Regions from separate parts of the Triticum aestivum genome. Here region 1 is linked to region 2. The links are chromatin contacts, called in public Hi-C maps. All regions are on one chromosome and are shown on one strand. Each heading gives the region's core, a stretch centred on a gene start, on an enhancer-like site or on the middle of the called end of the contact. The rest is flanking DNA. Distances are from core to core; before and after follow the strand shown.

Region 1 (2,700 bases), core at 32-2,531, 970 kb before region 2:
TCCTCCGAGGTAGTGGAGGAGGTGACCCCGCGCCTTCTTGATCACAGGCGGCATCTCCTCTCTGACAGCAAGGCGGTGGAGGCGCGGCGGCCACATCGACGTGTCGATGCGGCCGTACTAGTTGCGTGGCGGGAACGCAGGCTCCTCCTTGACCCGTCATCCGATCTGGATGACGCGGTGGTGCGAGGGCGAGGCCGGCTCCTCCTTCACGCGACATCCGATCTGGACGCCGCGGTTGTGCCGGGGCGAGGCTGGCTCCTCAGTCACCGGCAGGAGTGTGGATGCCGGCTCAGGCTTCACATGGTGGCGCGACGGGGATGGCGGCTCCTCCTTCACGAGCACCAGTGATGGCGGCTACGGTCCCAATGTCACGGAGCAACCGCTCCGTCATTATCTCGATCTGACGAATGAAATCTTCGTCCGTCAGAGCGGCCTCCTTGAGGAGTCGGGGCGGCTACTGCAGTGGCTCCTGCGGCGACGCCTGGTCCTCCTCGTCACCGAAGGAGATGACGATCTCCTCCTTGGCGGAGATGGACGTTGAAGGACCCGAGAGCGCGGGCGGCGGCGCCAAGATATGCCGAAGGAGGAGCTTCCTCCTACTCCGCCTGTCGGCGCGGAGCTGAGCTTGGGTCGAAGAGGGCGAGGGAGGGGCTCGGGCACGGAGACGGGGGATGGGAGGGGCCGGTGCTCGGGGAGGTGGAGTGCGGCTCTGTACGTCCCCGACGCACAGTTTAAATAGTCGTTTCGAGGCCCGAGTGAAGGGGAGGTCCATTTCAATGCGGCGCAGCGTCCAGAGTTGGTTCCTCGGGAACCTACTTCAGCATTGAAGCGGCGGCTACTGAGAGGTCGCATCGGTCGGCGCTGCTCTTCCTCCACCGTTCACATCGCGACATCAATGTCGGCCGCTGCATGCTCTTGACCGGCATGAATGCGGCACGGTAAGCGGCGCGTGCATCGGAAGGAAAGTGCGGGAGAGGCGGATGGGGATTTTGGGTGGACCAGGGCAGTCAGAAATGGGTTTGGGAGCGGTCCAGACTCACGCAAAGCCCCTCACATTTGTCTCAGGTTTATGGGAGAAATTATGTCTGGATCGCCCTGCGGACCGATACAGTATCGTGTTGGATGACGTTTGAGGTCCGGGCAGCTTGATACGGACCGTTACGAGAGGTTTGCGGCTGCACTTAGAGGTGATCAACTTCGGAAAAGAAAGACGTGTGACGCAGAGAGTAGGAAGCACCGTGGCGGCTCGCTCTGAGACTCCAAAGTCTGACCGTAACGCCAGGCACGACACAAACCAGACCCCAACAAATTGCAGAAACTCCACTGCAACTCCCAAACATTGGTCCGCCATGTCCTCCTGCATCTCCTCCTCCTATCACCACTGCGCCCGCCGCCTCCCCGCCCCGACGGCCCGGGTGCACCTCGCCGCAGCTAACTCGTGCGTGTCCCCTTACCACAGACGCGTCGGTTCCCTGAGGGCAATGAGAGCCAAGGCGCCGTCGAGCGCGGCGCCGGTGTGGGATAGGAAGGCCGCGGCGGTGCAGGCGGAGATGGTAGAGGAGGCGGCCATGTCGTGTGCCATGCACGGACTCGTCGTCGACGACCGCGGCAACCCGGTACGTTCGGCTTCTCACTGGCTAGTTCCCTTCCCCGCCCCAAAGTTTGCTGCTTCTTTTGACTCATTTCAGGAGTCCAGGATTTGGGAATGTGACGCGTATGTCCGCATACTTGACCATAAATTCAGTGATAGAATGAAAAAATACGCAAGTCTCCTAGAATGTCTGTCCTTTAGGCTGCCCTGCTCCATTTTCAGGAAGTTTGGATTGTTTGGCCAGTAGGACTTGCCTTTGATATGGAACTGACGTGTCAAGTGCGTACAAATACCAGGGGCGGAGCCAAGAATTAGGCAGGGAAATCTGGAAGGCAAAAAAACAACTAAGGATCACCATGATGTTAAGTGTTTCTGCCTGAAGATCCTTTGTATGAAAAAGTGGAGTATAAACTAAATTGCAGTAGTTGATTTAATTGGATGTTAGGTGTTGCTACCGAAGACCCTCTGTGTGATATATTGGAATATAAAGCGTGAAAATTTGTGTTGGAGTCAACTGATTGTCATGAACAGAACATTGCGTTTGGTTGTGTCCTCTCACATTCAACTTTAAAATAATTTGGTTGAGCATATAGAATCAAATAGGAAACCAATAGATCTCTCGACTCTTTTTTCAATGCATTTGCTACAATTTTAAATCCATTTGGTTGTAATAAGGTATGAGATTTTTATTTGTTGTGATGGAATACTATGTGATTTATTTGTTTGTAAACTATGTGCAATGTTTTGTCTTTTTTTGGTTGTGTATATGCATAGAATGTTTAAATTAAGAAAAAATGGCCAACAAATCGGTTAGGCCGAACAAATGGTTGACCGATTAGGCTCTTTGGCAAGATTCACGTGACGAGGTCCAAATTAACAAAAGAATAAAATTTGTGTGCATTTATGTCGGCTCGTTGGAGATAAAGGTATCTCCAACGGCAACCCGCAAATTTCCTCCCACATCCGTCTGTGGAGGGGGGGGGGGGGTCAGTCCGCAGTCACGGATGCGAGAGGACGCCATCCAACCGTAGCCGCATACATCCGGCCAACAATTCGACCCAACCTCACGAAATTCGATCATTTCAAGTTCGGATATAATTTACATAAAA
Region 2 (2,927 bases), core at 187-2,686:
GGAGATGCCTTTAGGCCCTATACAACGGCGGGTGCTTACACAGGTGCCTCACAAAAAAACCCGGTTTTTTCCTTAAGAATTGATTACACAGGTGCTTAGGATGGGTGGCAGAAGCAAAGTTTTGCTTCCGGTGCCAGCCGGTGTTACAACAAATAACTGCTCCTTCAAGTCGCGATGCCTGAGTCAGTGCCTTCATCGGCAGGCAAAAAATAGAAAAAGGGCCCAGCTAGCACCCCATACCAAGCACCACGCGTTGAGGATTAAAGAAATTTTCGAGGCGCCATGCAGCTAGCGCCGGTGCACAAGCACCAGCGTTGTACAAGGCCTTAGGTTTTCAGTCTCGCACGCTTCGTTTTAGGAAAACATTCCAATTCAACCGGATGATTTCATGATCTCTCCAACCGCCTCGAGAGGGCGACACACGTCCCCATGAGACCGCTGCACCGCCTGTCCCCGCAACCTTATCTTCTCCCCTGGGTGACCGAGTCGTCTCCTTCATCCTCTAGATGCGTACGTCTCCTCTCTCCCCGGACCACAATCCCCTTGCAGGCTACCTTTCTTCTCTCCCCGAGCGGTTCACCCTGTCCATGACCTCTCCAATCCCGGTTGGCGGAGCTGCTGCTGCTACGAAGGAGGGGCGTTGCTGCGCTGCAGGGGGCGGCCGAATGACGACGGAGTCGTTGCTGCAAACAAGCCCCTGTCGCGGGAGTCGACATTGTTGTAGGGAAGGGAGGATGCCGCCGGCTTCAAGCGAGTGGCGGTGCTGCAGACAGGGGCTCGCCGGCGTTGCGATGAAGCATCACCAGGGCCGCCGGACGGAGCTGCAATGAAACACAAGGGGGTTGTTGAAGCTCCGCCGGAGTTGCAATGGAAAGTCGCCGGAGCTCCAATGAAGGGTTACCGGAGTTCCAATGGAGCGTCGCCGGAGCTCCAATGGAGCGTTGTCGGAGCTTCAATGATGCACTGGAATTGCAATGGAGCGTCGTCGGAGCTCTAATGAAATGACGCCGACGCTGCAAAGGAGCACGCACGTCACGACGCTGGTGATGCCATGCAACGCTCGTCGAAGCTTGCCGGGCTGCTGGCTACTGTGATGCAGCAGCACACGCCGCTACAGAGAGACCGGAGGTGCAGCGTTTGAGGCAGGAGTGGCGGTGGTGCTGCACTACATCAACGATGCGGAGGCGATGCAAAGTAGCATGCATGACGTCTCCAACGACGGGGGACCATGGCGGTCGTCGCTGCTGCAGAGAGGCAGTGCATCGTCTCATTACTGGGCTTCTGTTGGTGTAGACGAGAGAAAGAGAAAGAAAGACACCCGCGCTCACCTTTTCCATCGAACGACCATGTGCACTTGCATCGGACGGCTAAGCAGGCGGTTTATCTTTCCCGAAGATCAACCGGCCGATTTGTAGCAGCCGCCTTCGTTTTAGCCGCAAACTCCACCCAACCACCACCGATCGAAATCCCGCAGAAAGCTGTGCCCTGAGAAAAAAAAGACAGTGCCCACCTCGCCTCCTCCCACCTCCACCTCCGCGCAGATCCCATCTAACCATGGCGGCCCCCTCCCGCACCTCCTGGGCCGACGTCGCCGACGCTGAACATGCCCCTCCCGCTCCCGTTCCAGCGGCGGCGCCCGCCACATCCAACGGCCCCGCGCGTGCCGACCGCTCCTCCTACGTCCCTCCCCACCTCCGCAACCGCTCCTCCTCCACCGCGCCTCCGGTGTCCTCCGCTCCACCCCCGCGCGCCGCGCCCGGCCTCCTCGGCCGCCCCACCAGCGGCGTCGGTGGGAGGTTCGGGGGAGGCGGGGCCCCACCTCGTAGGTGGGACCGGGAGCCCAACCCTTTCGGGGACGAGGAGGAGGTGCCGGCGGAGCCCGTGCCCTTCGACGAGCACCAGAACACGGGGATCAACTTTGAAGCGTACGAGGACATCCCCGTCGAGACCAGCGGCCGGGAGGTTCCGCCCGCCGTGGGCACGTTCGCGGAGATCGACCTCGGCGCCGCGCTGAACGACAACATTCGCCGGTGCAAGTACGTGCGGCCCACGCCCGTGCAGCGCCATGCCATCCCAATCTCGCTGGCTGGGCGAGATCTCATGGCTTGCGCGCAGACTGGATCGGGGAAAACGGCCGCCTTCTGCTTCCCCATCATCAGCGGCATCATGCGGGGCCCGCCCGTGCAGCGGTCACAGCGCGGCGGGAGTAGGACCGCCTGCCCTCTTGCCCTCATCCTGTCGCCCACAAGAGAGCTGTCAATGCAGGTGATGGTCGTGTATATATCTTGCTTGGAGAAAATACCCACACGAATCTTCACTTAAGATCAATGATATATGACTTAGATGTGCAATACTTATGGCACATCTAGATGTGCTTTAGCAAAACTGATCTTGTTTGACGTTTGATATTACGCCCAGTTAATCTCCTGCGCCATGTGCGTGATAGTTGTTTCGCTGTGCTTGCCTTGTGCTGCAGATTCATGAAGAGGCGAGAAAATTTTCATATCAGACTGGTGTCAGGGTAGTGGTTGCATATGGCGGGGCCCCTATTACCCAGCAGGTCAGGTTCTGTCTGTCGTTGGCCCTAATAGCTCAAGTTCTGAAAATTGTCTGTTTCTTATAAAATTTCTGCCCTGGAACTCATTTCAGTATGAGTGTAGTATATGCATGGTAGGATATGCAGTCAGTTCTTCACAGAGGCTATGCAAGTCCTCTGATGTTAATGGTCTCTGTGGAATTGCTGGGTGCCATGCATTGCATATGGTTACAGTTAATTTTGCTGCAATGCAAAGGTGATTCCCATAAACTGATAAAATTGTTAGGTATGTTTATAATTTGTTCATACTGTATCCAACAATTTCGTGTTAGCAAATAACAACTGAACATGTGCCTGCATCCTTCGTTGCTGAGCGTATTACACAGTACGT

Evidence for each region. Hi-C and Micro-C count contacts between places; a contact is called where the count stands out from the background.
Region 1: a contact with region 2 is called in a Hi-C map of leaf, with 3 times the contacts expected there. The contact joins the promoter of LOC123096958 here to the promoter of LOC123096956 in region 2. A contact is called at or near these places in 2 of 5 Hi-C or Micro-C datasets (both in leaf).

The regions. Positions count from the first base shown.
Region 1 is chr4D:151,307,337-151,310,036 of IWGSC CS RefSeq v2.1, reverse strand. It overlaps LOC123096958, which reads left to right and starts at 1,281. Exons shown (of 2, transcript XM_044518749.1): 1 at 1,281-1,616; 2 at 1,888-2,520. The coding sequence starts at 1,350. The coding sequence ends at 1,971.
Region 2 is chr4D:150,338,070-150,340,996 of IWGSC CS RefSeq v2.1, reverse strand. It overlaps LOC123096956 (DEAD-box ATP-dependent RNA helicase 52C), which reads left to right and starts at 1,436. Exons shown (of 5, transcript XM_044518746.1): 1 at 1,436-2,265; 2 at 2,477-2,560. The coding sequence starts at 1,555.